Regions from separate parts of the Mus musculus genome. Here region 2 is linked to region 1. Evidence: chromatin contacts called from public Hi-C data. All regions are on one chromosome and are shown on one strand. Each heading gives the region's core, a stretch centred on a gene start, on an enhancer-like site or on the middle of the called end of the contact. The rest is flanking DNA. Distances are from core to core; before and after follow the strand shown.

Region 1 (7,300 bases), core at 2,218-4,717:
GTGAACAATGTCTGAGGAATGATATGACGTTGTCCTGTAGGCTGCATACCCTCACATGACCATTAGGTTCAGGTCCAGTTCACTGTCTTGTGTGCATATATACACCTATGCTGTGAAAAAGCCTGCTAACATTTATCAATTTATTGAGGGCTTCACGTCAGCCAGACACTGCCCTGGGTACATTTGACGTTCACTTTGGATAATCTGATGGCACAGGTTGATAATGGAGTCTCAGCAAGGCTGGGTTTCAGCCCACATATCTGGCTGGTCGATTCCCTCTGTCTTCTGCCAGGAAGTATGATCTGGAAGGGCTGTACTTGGCAGAGGGCAGATACAGGACACAGCAGTGTGTGGTGTGATAATGACAGGCTGCTGATGTAAGAACAAGCCAGGGGCCTTTTTGTCTCCAAGTAAACCTTGGACCTGTGGACCTATGCTGAAGATGCCCTTGCAGAGTCTTTGTAGGAAAACAGCTTTTTTGAAGTCTCCAGGAAATGGAGCCCAACAACAAGTGCTTTATGTGAGTTTCCAGGAGCAAATAGACCAAGGAAATGGGAAACTCACTTAAATGTGTATAGCTAAACAGTGATAACTCAACGGTCTACTGGTCTACTCGATTGGGAGATAGCTCACTCAGGAAGTACTTGCTGTCAAAGCACAAAGACCCAAGTTCAGATTCCCAGTATCCCTGTAAAAAGTCGAGCATAGCAGCATTTACTTATGGGGGAAATAATTGTTTATAAAAATATCTTTAGGGCTGGAGGGATGGCTCAGTGGTTAAGAGCACCGACTGCTCTTCCAGAGGTCCTGAGTTCAATCCCAGCGGTGGCTCACAACCATCTGTAATGGGATCTGACGCCCTCTTCTGGTGTGTCTGAAGACAACTACTTTGTACTCATATACATAAAATAAATAAATATATCTTTAAAATATATATATCCTTAAAATTCATTAAGGGCAGACACTATCTTATAAATTATACCACCCCAAGTCATATAGAGAACCTCTTGTGTACCATATGGAAGTATAACCTGTCAATAAAAATCTGACAGCCATCCGGGCGTGGTGGCGCACACCTTTAATCCCAGCACTTGGGAGGCAGAGGCAGGTGGATTTCTGAGTTCGAGGCCAGCCTGGTCTACAGAGTGAGTTCCAGGACAGCCAGGGCAACACAGAGAAACCCTGTCTCGGAAAAAAAAAAAAAAAAAAAAAAAATCTGACAGCCTGTTAGCTAAGGCAGAAAATAGGAGGTGGGAGTTCTGATAGGAAGAGAGGAACTCTGGGATAGAGTCAGGCTCAGGAAAAGATCTACCCCTAACTTTGAGGAGACAGACCAATATCTGAGGAGATTCATGAAACTTAGCAGAGGTAACCAGCCATGTAGCACTCATAGAATAGAAGAAATGGGTTAATTAAGTTGTGAACTAGTCAGGGAATGAACCAAAACTTGTAGCGTAGGCATTTCAGGAGTTGTTGTTTCAGGAGCTGTGGTGCAGGTGGGAAAGCCTGCCAATACACCAAACAATAATGAATTTTAAAAGGCACTGTTCAAGCCTCAGAACACTAAGGAGACAACTAACCACGTATTTATGTGATTAAACTGTATTTAAAACGTAAAGCTTTGGGATAGAGAGATGGCTCAGGGGTTAAGAGCACTGACTGCTCTTCCGAAGGTCCTGAGTTCAAATCCCAGCAACCAGCCGGGCATGGTGGCACACACCTTTAATCCCAGCACTCCGGAGGCAGAGGCAGGTGGATCTCTGAGTTTGAGGCCAGCCTGGTCTACAGAGTGAGTTCCAGGACAGCCAGGGCTACACAGAAAAACCCTGTCTCGAAACAAAACAAAACAAAACAAAACAAAACAAAACAAACACCACCAACAAGAACAACAACAATAAAACAAATCCCAACAACCACAGGGTGGCTCACAACCATCCATAACAAGATCTGACGCTCTCTTCTGGAGTATCTGAAGACAGCTACAGTGTACTTACATATAATAAATAAATAAATCTTAAAAAAAAAGTGGGGGGGAGAGTATGGGGAACTTCTGGGATAGCATTGGAAATGTAAACGAAGAAAATACCTAATCAAAATTTTTTAAAAAGTAAAGCTTTCTGGCTGTATAATGAAAGGGTCTTGAAAGAAGATGTGATTGAGCAAGAATTCTTACTGCCTTTTGGACTCAACAAGAGTATGATTCTGGCACACAATTGGATAAGAAACGTTTCTGCTGTTTCAGCCCAAGCTTCCTATAGTATCGGTGACACGCATCTTTCTGTAACATACAGCTCATCTCCCAGACTAAGATCCAAGAAGAAGAAGCTAAAGCATCCATAGTGTCACATGTGCATAATCTTGGAGCTTGGGAAGCAGGGGCAGGGGATCACAGCAACTTTAGAGTCACCCAGGACTGCGTAGGAAGACATCTCCAAACCAAACCCTACTAAATCTGCAATATACACAGTTCGTGTCAGGTTTTTGCCTAGCCAAAAGAAAGCCAGCCAGTTCCAACAGCAAGAGCACCTTCAGCAGAGGTCCAAAGCTTACCCTCCCCTCTTGCCCGTAGGGAGACAAATCCAGGTGTCAGGAAAGAGCAGGGGCACATCTGCCCTTCCGTAGAGCCGGGGCCTGAGTGAAAGCAAAAGCCCAAAGATTAAATTGAACCTGCTTGTCCTTGTCTCTAATCCTCTGAGAGCAGGGAAAGGGGAGTAGAGGTTTGAGATCCAATTGTTTCCGGAGTAAGACGTGTACAGGTGTGATCTAACTTCTTTACACACATGCTAGTGCGCACACCCTCAGATCTGAGACTACCACTGTGTGTTCTTGGTAAAACAATTCTTTCCCACCTGGAGGTTCAGTGGCTGCTTGTATCCTTGCAGACTGTCCTCATGTAGAAGACTGTAGGTTCCAGAGTCCAGGCTGTGCCTCAGTCATTATAACCGGAACCACAGGCAATAGCTGCCATCTTGGAGGGAATCTCATGCTAGGAACGGAACTCTGGGATACTAATTAATAGAAAAATTGTATTGTATATAGAATATTGTATTGATGGGGAAAAAATCCAGCTCTCATCTTAAAGGGAATAAGGGATAGTGTATTCTGGAGCCATTTGAGTGACTGTGGCCTGGGAGCACAGATTTAGATTACCCCAAATCCCATGTTCCAGCCTGAAAGTCCTTTTGTGAAGTTTTACAGAACAGAGAAAGCTATCAATCAAGGTAAGTTTAAAATACTTTAGTGAGTGAACCAAAGAGTCAGGTACAGCAAGATGGGGGAGCTTTTCTGTCAATGCAAGGTGCTCTCCGATGACATTCTTAGCTTCTGGGAGGGTAGACGCCAGTGGTCTGTTAATAGATTTCTAGAAAGTTTTCTGTTAGTCACGGGATGTTGGTTCAGACTCAGAGGTGGACAAGGACTGCCTGTGCCAGAGGGCTATCACTAGCCCGAGATAAGGCAACTAGCCTTTGGCCTGGCCTTAGGAATGTTGGTAACTGCAACATTCCTAAAATTCTGATCAGTCATCCAGTCTCTGTAGGCACAGCTTCTTTAGGAATTCTCACCCGAGCTTGTAAGAAGTAAAGGTTAAAAAGGGGAGTTCCGAAAGAGTTTCTGAGAAACGATATAAGCACCTTGGCGATTAAAAACTTGGTTTGGCGTTAGACAGAGCTCATGGAGTCTTGTGGAAGAGTCGGGGGATGGACTGAGGACCTGAAGGGACAGGGACTCCACAGGAAGAACAACAGAGTCAACTACCCTGGACCCTTGGGGGGCTCCCAGAGACTGAACCACCAACCAAAGAGAATACATGGGCTGGACCTACACCCCCTCCCACACACACACATATGTAGCAGATGTACAGCTTGGTCTTCATGTGGGTCCCCCAACAACTGGAACAGGGTCTGTTCCTCACTCTGTTGCCTGCCTGTAGATCCTGTTTCTCCTAATGGGGCTGCTTTGTGTGGCCTCAGTGGGAAAGGATGTGCCTAGTCCTGCAATGAAATGAGTGCCAGAGAGGGCCTCCCCCTTCTCAGAGGAGGAGGGGAGGGGAGGATGGAGAAAGGAACTGGGAGTATGGGCTGGGAGGAAAGGGGTGGGCTGTGGTCAGGATGTTAAGTGAATTTTTAAGAAGTTGGGTTTGGTTTATCATAATATTAACCAACTGACCTTACAGTACCCCTAATTCCTTGAATTGTTTAGATTTTTGTTTGTTTGTTTGTTTGTTTGATACAGGGTCTCCCTATGTAGTCCTGGTTGTCCTGGAACTCACAGATCCTCCCACATCTCTCTCCCCTGGGATTAAAGATTTGAACACCTGGAAATGGTGTGCATGACAGTTTAAGCAGTTATTTGGAGGGTCATCTCCTGAACCCCTGCCCAAATCAAGTTGTGGAGATATTGGTTTCCTTTTTATATTTATATGTGTTTGTGTCTGCATGTATGCCACAGTCTATGTGTGGAAGTCTGAGAACAGCTTGTGGGAGGTCACTTTTCTCCTTCTACCCCGGGTGTTCTGGGTTCAAGCGCAGGTCCTCAGTCTTGGTGACAAATGCCTTTACACACCGAGCCTGCTTACTTGCCTGAGATTTTCCTGAAAACGAGCCAGGCACGATGGCTTGTGCTTGTAATACTCACACTGAGATGCTGAGGTAGAAAGAGCGCCGTGAGTTGTCAGCCTGGGATACACATGAGCCTCGGGAGAGCTAGGGCTACAGAATGAGACCTTGTTTTAAGTGACAAGAGACAAGTGACAAGCTGGTGTGTGCCAGCTATGGTGGCACACACCTTTCATCTCAGCACTCAGGCACAGGCAGGCTGATCTCTGAGTTTGAGGCCAGCTTGGTCTACTGAGCACATTCCAGGACAGCTAGGGTAGGCTACATAGAGAAACCCTTTCTCAAAGACAAGAATGGGGTGTGGGGAGGGGGATTGCATCACTGATATCCTAGTCCAGTAGGAAGTTTGAGGATTGATAGATCTAATTTCCTGGAGTCTTTTTGTTTGTTTGCTTGCTTTTTTGTGGGTTTCTCTGTGTAGCCCTGGCTGTCTCAGAACATGCCCCATAGACCAAGCTGGCCTCAAATGCAGAGGTGCTTCTGCCTCTCTGCCTCTCCTCTGCCTCTCTGCCTCTGCCTCTGCCTCAAGTGCTGGGATTAAAGGTGTGTGCCACCATTGCCTGCCCCGTTTCCTGGATTTATAATCATTGTTTTAAGTGAACAAATAAAGCTACAGGCCTATGTGATTGGTTAAACTAACCCTCCCTCATTGAATCTGCATGATCTATGCGGCCTGTGGTTAACTGCAAATAAGACAAGCTTGCTTAGTTAACACCAGAGTTAGAATATTGAGCTACAAGTGCCAAGCTGAGAGAAACTGCCCAGTAATGGAGGATGTGAAAGCTAACTTCCCTACCACTTGATCTCTGGGCTATCTTGATAGGATATGCCAATTTACCCACATTTTCTGCTAGTCCATGTGTGTGCTGTGTTATATACATTTGTAACCACTGTAGAATATTAGTGAATTATCCTTAGGTTATTGGCTCGATGTAACAATTAACATCATCTTACACTACTTATTTTGTGTTTGAAACAAGGTTTCATGTACCTAGGCTGCCTCCAAACTCACTGTGAAGCCACGGATGGTCTTGATCTTCTCTGATCCTCCTGCCTCCACCCACCAAGTGCTGGACTTATGGGCATATCCCACCACCTCCTGCGCTTCAGGTGCTGGAGCTCAAAGCCAGGGCATCATGCGTAGTGCAAACACTCGATTCTCAACCCAGCCTCATCTTACACAGTTTTTATAGATCTAGAATTCAGAGATCTGTAAGTCTGAGAAGTTCTGAGTCCAGTACCTCCCGAGGTTACGATTGACATTAGTTTTCTGGAGGAATGTGTAGGAGGAGGAGGATCTACTTTTAGAATGGTCCACCCACGTGGCTGGCAAGCTGTGTTTCCTCACCATGCAGACCTCTGCCTAGTGCTTAGGTGTCCTCACACCACAGAGGTGACTTCAGCACAATGACTGAGTAGCTTAAGAGAGTACACAGAAGTCTAGGGTGCCTTTTGTGACCTTATGTTAGAAGGCACATGTGGTGGTTTGGATATGCCCAGGGAGTGGCACTATTAGGAGGCCCTGTAGAAGTAGGTGTGGCCTTGTTGGAGTAGGTGTGTCACTGTGGGCGTGGGCTTTAAGACCCTCATCCTAGCTGCCTGGGAGTCAGTCTTCTACTAACAGCCTTCAGATGAAGATGTAGAACTTTCAGCTCCTCCTGCACCATGCCTGCCTAGATGCTGCCATGTTCCTGCCTTGATGATAATGGACTGAACCTCTGAACCTGTAAGCCAGCCCCAATTAAATGTTGTCCTTATAAGAGTTGCCTTAGTCATGGTGTCTGTTCACAGCAGTAAAATCCTAACTAATGGGCTGGAGAGATGGCTCAGCGGGTAAGAGCACTGACTGCTCTTCTGAAAACCCTGAGTTCAAATCCCAGAAACCACATGGTGGCTCACAACCATCCGTAATGAGATCTGATGCCCTCTTCTGGTGTGTCTGAAGACAGCTACAGTGTACTTATATATAATAATAAATAATATAATAATAAATAAATCTTTAAAAAAAATCCTAACTAAGATAGCATATGTCCAAGACAGTCCTGATTAGAAGTAAGATTCTTAGGTCTGTCTCTGCTGATGGGGAAGACTAGTGGACTCTTCCTTTTGAAGACTGTAAAGAACCTGGAGACATTTTATTATATGTAAGTACACTGTAGCTGTCTTCAGACACTCCAGAAGAGGGCGTCAGATCTTGTTACAGATGGTTGTGAGCCACCATGTGGTTGCTGGGATTTGAACTCCGGACCTTCGGAAGAGCAGTCGGGTGCTCTTACCCACTGAGCCATCTCACCAGCCCCCCTGGAGACATTTTAAAGCCACCATCTACAACACTCAGGGTTGCCCTCTGGCATGTACATACAAACACATACAGACACACAGACACAAACACAGAGAGAGACAGAGGCAGAAAGATACAGAGAAAGACAGAAAGGAGAGACAGAGAGACACACAGAGAAAGATAGAGAGAAGAGACAGAGAGATACTGAAAGAAGAGAGACAGACAGAAAGACACACACACACACACACACACACACACACACACACACAGAGAGAGAGAGAGAGAGAGAGAGAGAGAGAGAGAGAGAGAGAGAGAGAGAGAGAGGCCTAAAACAGCACAGTTTTTAACCAAGAGCTCACTGGGTGAGATCTACTGATAAAATCTCGTGGAAGTGAAAATCCCT
Region 2 (7,300 bases), core at 2,873-5,372, 270 kb before region 1:
AATAATAATGTATGAGGTTTGGGATATAGCTCAACGGTAGAGTGTTTTAGTGTATGTGAGGCCCTGGGTTCAATCCGTAGTACCACAAAATAATCATAATATCTGAAAACCTGGAAAGTCTAGCAGGGACAAACAAGGACAAACAAGGGCAACCAAACCCTTGCACTAGAGACATCACTGCAAAGAGGGGAATGCTTTCTCTTCATCTTTTCTGCCTTTTTTTTTTTAAAGATTTATTTATTGTATGTATGTGAGTACACTGTTGCTATCTTCAGACACACCAGAAGAGGGCATCGGATCTCATTACAGGTGGTTGTGAGCCACCATGTGGTTGCTGGGAATTGAACTCAGGACCTCTGGAAGAGCATCTTAGCCACTGAGCCATCTCTCCAGCCCCCTCTGGTCTGCCTTTACATACTTGTGATCTTACAAACACATGCTCTCACTACAGGCCCCATGGTACATCTCTATTGCCTTCCTCTCAAGTTCTTCTGACCTTCTGAGTGATTAAATATCTCTCAAAAGCAAACTTTTTTTATTATTATTATTATTATTATTATTATTATTATTATTATTATTATTATATTTTGACCCATCAGTGTCAAACTCTAGCATGGAGTCACCTACCTAACCCAAGGTCTTTATTATTTCTTTATTTGAGACTAGGTCTCCCTATGTAACCTTGGCTGGCCTGGAACTTAGGAAGGAATGACTGCTTTTACCTCCCAAACTCTGGGATTAAGGGTGTGCCCCGTCTCATCCGAGGTAAGTCCTTGTACACTTCCTCCTGACCTCCGGGTGAATGATGGCATTCACCCGGCAAACGAAGTGCGAACCTGTGAGGCCTGTGCTTGGTGCAGTCCAGAGTTGAGCAAAACCAGAGGTAGAACTCAGTGTGTCCCTTCAGGGACAAAAGCAATAGAAAGAGATGAAGACAGAGCGCAAGCTTTAAGATGGACCAGGCTGTCAATCAGACTCTGTATCCTTGATCCGACAGAAGAAAGACCAGGCTGTCAGCTTAGGCTGGTAGAGACAACAGAGCAGAGACTGGCGGGTTCCATGGGATGGAGGCAAAGTCTGAAGATTAACATTGCCAAGACCCCTAAACTGTGGGACTCAGACCTTGGTTTTGTTTGCTATTCCTGAAGCTGGAAGCTTTGCAGAGCTGAGAAAAACCTTAACTGCCAATCACATGCCATCCCTTTAACTTAATATCTGGGCTGGCATAGTAGCAAGCACCTGTAGTCCTAGGACTAGGATGGTACAGGCAGGAGGATGGTGAGTTCAAGGCCAGCCCCAGCCTCATAACCAGCGTGAAGCCGACATGAGCTGACCCTGACTCAAAACAAACAAACAAACAAACCTCCTAGTTAAGTGCTTTATAGTAAACCCCAGGAGAAAACTGAGTGTCTTTGCTGCAAAGCTGCCCAACCTAGCCAGCAGTGCTCATGGTGTAGTGCCACCTGTAGCCTCTCAGAGGCAGCAAAGGCCTGAGAAGGCAGAGAAGGAGCTTCAGCAGGCAGCAAGCCTTTGGACATCTCTAGAGGACACAGCTCAGCTGCAGTCAGCAATGAATCGGGGTCTTTGAATAGTTTGGGTGCAATGCTGGAGCGGAGACGAGTTAGATACAAGTAAGGGATCCATCAGGGTCAGTCTGGGAAATACCTTTAAAAGATGACACCTCCTAGGACGGCTCTGCCTTTGTCATGATCTGTGTGGGAGCCACCAGCCCCACTTGTGGAAGTTAGCTTATCTGAATTAGATAGATGCACACTGAAGGTAAAACACACCAGACTTTACTCACTATACAAAATGAGTGTTAAAATGTCTCCATTCATGTTTTCAGGTGATTACAATGTCCAAAGGATGGATTGGACACAAAGAATTCAACTAAATTTTGTTTTTCTTTTCAACTTTTTAAAAGTGGGGATACAAGGGAATTATTTTAAAATGTGGGTTTCCTTACATTTCTGTTGCACAAGACTGGTTCTAAAAATAGTCCAGTTTTGTATCCAGACTGTGTTTCCCGAGTTAAAAACTGTTTCTGAGGGGCTGGAAAGAAGGCTTAACGTGAGAGCACTTGCTGCTCTTGCAGAAGACTTGGGTTTGAGTCTCAGGATCCATATTGTGGCTCACAGCCATCTGTAACTCCAGTTTCCTGGAACCGACAGCCCCGCTCCGACCTCCTATGACACCAGGCATACTGTAGAGAAAACACTTATACACAAAAAGTAAAATAAATCTATTTTCTTATTATTTCTGAGGGGCTGGAGAGGTTGCTCAATAGTTACATAACGCTGGCTGCCCAGTCTGGAGAATCCACATTAGGAACCCTCCCACATTCAGTGGCTCACACCTGCCTATAATTCTAGCTCTCGGGTATCTAACATCCTCTTCTGGCCTCCAGAGGTTCACACAGACGTCCACACAGACACACAGACAGCCTCGTGCACACACACTAATAAAAAACAGTTTTTTTAAATTACTAATAAAAAAACTTTCTATGAGATATTATTTTAGTTGGTGTCTTATTTAGAATGGAAATGCATTTTGAAATCATAGTATCAGCTTGGTTATTCTGGTCTAACATTCAATCTCTGAGATATGTAGTAGTTGATTAAAAAAGAAAAAAAAAAACTGCTTGTTTTCCTTGGCCTTCCAAAGAATTTCTCTCTCGAAGAGTGTTAACACAGGCTTGAGTCCTCCAGTTTCTTGGAAGTCTATGGAACAAGAGGGTAACCAATCATGATCACAGCCTTTTTGTGAATAAGAATGTTCTAATACATGGTTTTGGCCAGCACCTTGTTCATGTAAGACAGTTAACTCCGAAAATGAGAGCTTTGAATACCCCCAATGGATTTCGGAAGATTATACTGACCATAAGATTAGGATACTTCCACGATCATCTTTATTGTCAATCATTTCTCCAGTTTTGAAATATTTCCTATACTTATTTATTTGCAGGTGTATATGTTTATGTGAATGTATCTCACACGTTTGCAAATGCATGGAGACCAGAAGGGGACTCTGGATTCCCTGGAGCTGGGGTTACAGATGGTGCGGAGAACTGAACTCATGTCCTCCAGAAGGGCAGCAAGCACTCTTTACCACTGAGCCATCGCTTCAGCCCCTTTACTTTCAATCTTTCTCGGGATGGAAGGCATTGCAGGGAGGAACCGCTGGCTCGAACTTACCTGTACGTTATAATCCCCTTCACAGTGCCCCTCAGCCCACACTGGTGCAGTTAAGCCTTTGCCAAGGAGACTCAAACATTTGTCATACAAAACCATATCTGATGATCAGTGAGATGCCGTGTAGTCAAACTGCCTGCCTTCCAATCACGGCCTCCATGAGGCTTAAATAAAAGTGAATGAAAACCACTTAAAAGAAGGCAGGCACGAGCGAATTCTATAACTGCTACTAACTAACAAGTTTTGTTGTTGTTGTTTTGTTTGTTTTTGAGACGGGGTCTCCCTTTGTGCCTCTAACTGGCCTGGAACTCACTATGTAGACCACCATGCGAGAAAGCTAACAGCTTTCAAAATATCCCTTCCACACAAACCCACTTCACAAGTATTCTTTTGTTTGTTTTGGTTTGGGGGTTTGTTTTTTTAGGCACTGTAGCCTAGGCTGGCCTCCAACTAACCACCAACAGCTGTTCTCCTGTTTCTGCCGCCTGAGTCCCGGCATCACAACTATCACACCCAATTCTTTGACGTCTACGTAGCTACCTTCTCACAAGAAGGAAAAAACACAGCAGAGAGGAATGCACATCTGCCCCTTGAAGTTATCTTCTTTCTTGTGTCTCTGTCTTCAGAATCTTACTATACAGAGACTAGGAGCCATGTCTTGTTCCTGTCTAGCCCTGGTACCCACCTCCCAGCGAAGCTGACTGGCAGTCCGTTTGGGCACCATCCCTGAGAGACTAGCTGTCACTTACAGGAGGACACGGAGAGACCCACTCATCACACCCCGCCCCCACACCCGCTGACATGTCTCAATCTTTAATCCTGGAATCTTCCACCCGTGACGTGATTATCCCAGGTCTGCGCACGGCGCATGCGGACGACTGCGTCGTGCGTCCGCCAGGGGGTGGCAGTGTGCGCCCTGCGTCAGAGCGCATGCCCCGCTCCGTGACCGTGACCGTGGCCGTGACTGAGGGCTGCGCGGAGGCAGCGGAGCAGCGGGAGCAATGGGGGAGGAGGCGACGGCGGTGGCAGCGGCTGGGGTGCGGCCCGAGCTGGTGCGGGAGGCGGAGGTCAGCCTGCTGGAGTGCAAGGTGTGCTTCGAGAGGTTCGGCCACTGGCAGCAGCGGCGCCCGCGCAACCTGCCCTGCGGCCACGTGGTCTGCTTGGCCTGTGTCGCCGCTCTCGCGCACCCGCGGACGCTGGGCCTCGAGTGTCCCTTCTGCCGGCGGGCCTGCCGAGCCTGTGACACCAGCGATTGCCTGCCGGTGCTGCACCTCCTGGAGCTCCTGGGCTCCACCCTCCACGCGTCCCCGGCTGCCCTCAGCGCCGCCCCCTTCGCGCCGGGGACTCTCACCTGCTACCACGCCTTCGGCGGGTGGGGGACCCTAGTGAACCCCACAGGGCTTGCACTGTGCCCCAAGACCGGACGGGTAGTGGTCGTGCACGACGGGAAGAGACGGGTCAAGATCTTTGACTCCGGAGGAGGAGGTGCACACCAGTTTGGAGAAAAGGGGGACGCAGCGCACGACGTGAAGTACCCACTGGATGTCGCCGTCACCAACGACTGCCATGTGGTTGTCACCGACGCTGGCGACTGCTCCCTCAAAGTGTTTGATTTCTTTGGCCAGATCAAGCTGGTTGTGGGAAAGCAGTTTTCCCTGCCTTGGGGTGTGGAGATCACCCCTCACAATGGGGTCCTGGTGACTGATGCAGAGGCAGGGACTTTGCACCTGCTGGAAGCGGATTTCCCTGAAGGGGTCCTTCGGAGGATTGAGAGGTTGCAAGCTCACCTATGCAGTCCCCGTGGGTTGGCAGTGTCATGGCTCACGGGGGCCATCGCGGTCCTAGAGCATCCTTGTGCCTTTGGGAGGACTGGCTGTAACAACACAAGGGTGAAGGTGTTCAACTCCACTATGCAGCTGATTGGCCAGGTGGATAGCTTCGGGCTGAACCTCCTCTTCCCCTCCAAAGTAACTGCCTCTGCTGTGACCTTCGATCACCAAGGAAACGTGATTGTTGCTGACACCTCTGGTCCAGCCATCGTCTGCTTGGGGAAACCCGAAGAATTCCCAGCCCTGAAGCCTATAATCACTCACGGCCTCTCCCGTCCTGTGGCACTGGCCTTCACCAAGGAGAATTCTCTTCTTGTGCTGGATACTGCATCCCATTCTATAAAAGTCTTTAAAGTGATGGAGGGCAACGGAGGGTGATGGGGATCCTGAAGCCAGGAGTCAGAAATCTTGGTGTCATTGGGAGTGAATTGGTCTCACCCATCCATCCAGACAGAAGTAATGGTAACTGAATGGCAAAAGCAGTTACTAAGGCAGTTTTAAAAGACTAATAATTAAATTTGTCATTCGGTGAATGCCTGTTCCCGTGTTAAGAAATTTGCAGATCTTAGCCTGTTTGCTTCTTAACACACAGCGATGTTAATTCCTATTATCCGTCCACTTGGGAGATGAGAAGACAGACCCAGAGCATTCAGTATGGTTTCTTTAGAGTTGTATTCACTGGGACAGTTGAATTCAGTTCTGGCTCCAAACCACTTGCTCTTAGATATGATGTTAGATGTCGTCAACAACAACAAAAACTGTGAGCTGTGTCTTATGTATGTATGTTCTCCTTACAAGTGGGTAACTGGTAAAGTGCACAAAGACAAGAAAGGGGTCTTCATGGGGATTTTAGGAGAAAAGGGAAGTTGTCCATCACCTTCAGCTGTGAGCTCCCCCAAAGGTAGAGTAGATAGCTTATTACCAGTTCCAAGATTTGAACAAGAAACAAAGTTGAGCTCTTTCCTTATAAGGCAAAGGCTGCCAGGATGATAGTGTGTGCCAGAACTCCAAATCCTGAGAAGTGGAGGCAGGAAGTTCAATGCAATCTGCAGCTTAGCTACCTAGTAATTTTGAGGCTAAGCTGGACTAGTGTGTTCTCTCTCTCTCCCTCTCTTTCTCTCCCTCTCTCCCCCTCTTTCTTCTTCCTCTATGGGCACTGGGAACTATCCCGCAGTGATAATTTGAGAAAAATCTGCAGAGCCACTGCCTGCTAGCGTCATGGGCATATGAGACTCGTGTTAATTAGATCTTGCCCCAGCACATTGATGGCAGAAGTGATTTTGTTTGGTGTGGTAAATCTCTGACGCCTGAAGCACTTTGTGATGGAGGCTTTTCTCTGTGTAATTTGAAATGTGATTCAAACACTGTACTTAATAAACAGTCTTCGTCCTTTTAGAGTGCTGGAAACGTGTCTTGAATGGAAGCACAGCCTTGACAATGTAAGGGCTCCTCAGTGCTGTAATTGAGGGGAGGAGTGGAGAATATTTGGGGTGAAATGCTGATCCTCTCTATTTTTTTTTAAGCAAGCACAAAAATCTTTGAGTTCAGGGATGTTGGAATTATACCAAATAACTTACACCTCTGGGGCAGCATGAAAATGTTTTCTGGGGATGCTTTTGAGAGGTGAGAGTTTGCTTTAGATAAGAACTAATGTTGTGTCAACAAAATGATATCCTTTTATACAAAGAGGCTGTTTGGGGACAAGGTCTTGTACATCTTGGACCGACCTTGAACATGCTCTGAAGCTAAGCCTGACCTTCACTTCTGATCCTCCTGCATCCATCTCCCAAGTGCAGAATTAAAGTCAAGTACCACAACACCAAGGGTTCTGTGGTGCTGGAGGTAGGTAGAACCCAGGGCGTCATACATGCTAAGTAAGTGTTCTACCAACTGAGTTACAGCTAGCTCTACAAAGATTTATTTTATTTTTTATTTATTTATTTATTTATAGACAGGGTTTCTCTGTGTAGCCCTGGCTGTCCTGGACTCACTTGTAGACCAGGCTGCCCTTGAAAATTCAAGAGATCCGCCTGCCTTCTGCCTCTCCTGCCTCCTCTGCCTCCTGCTTCCTCTGCCTTCTGCCTCTGTAGCACTGAGATTGAAGGCACACACCACACTCAGCCCCTATGGTTTTAATAGAGACACTCACTGAAGTATGACTGAAAGTGTCTTCCAAAGGATACGAATGCTGACATCAGGAGCCCAAGGTGAAGGCCTAGCTGCCATGCCATCCCATTAAAGCCTGTGTTTCTTTTTAAATTATTACATACATTTATTATT

Evidence for each region. A called contact is a pair of places that touch in the nucleus more often than the background predicts.
Region 2: a contact with region 1 is called in a Hi-C map of rod photoreceptor, with 2.0 times the contacts expected there. The contact joins the promoter of Nhlrc1 here to the enhancer-like site in region 1. A contact is called at or near these places in 4 of 39 promoter capture datasets (cranial neural crest, embryonic stem cells, frontonasal cranial neural crest and 1 more), 6 of 484 Hi-C or Micro-C datasets (Th1 cells, embryonic stem cells, hematopoietic stem and progenitor cells and 2 more), 5 of 115 datasets of contacts at active chromatin or transcription factors (acute myeloid leukemia, embryonic hindbrain, embryonic stem cells and 2 more) and 3 of 9 other capture datasets (adipose tissue, embryonic stem cells and pancreatic islet).

Annotation. Positions count from the first base shown.
Region 1 is chr13:46,741,353-46,748,652 of GRCm38.p6, reverse strand. No RefSeq gene overlaps it. Among named protein-coding and RNA genes, the nearest start is that of Nup153, 17 kb to the right of the region's middle. Within about 2 kb of position 3,467, at least 14 of the 459 cell types and tissues checked have an H3K27ac peak or open chromatin away from gene starts, as enhancers often do. A contact at or near this core is called in rod photoreceptor, where this site is marked.
Region 2 is chr13:47,011,672-47,018,971 of GRCm38.p6, reverse strand. It overlaps Nhlrc1 (NHL repeat containing 1), which reads left to right and starts at 4,122. Exons shown (of 1, transcript NM_175340.4): 1 at 4,122-6,415. The coding sequence starts at 4,193. The coding sequence ends at 5,398.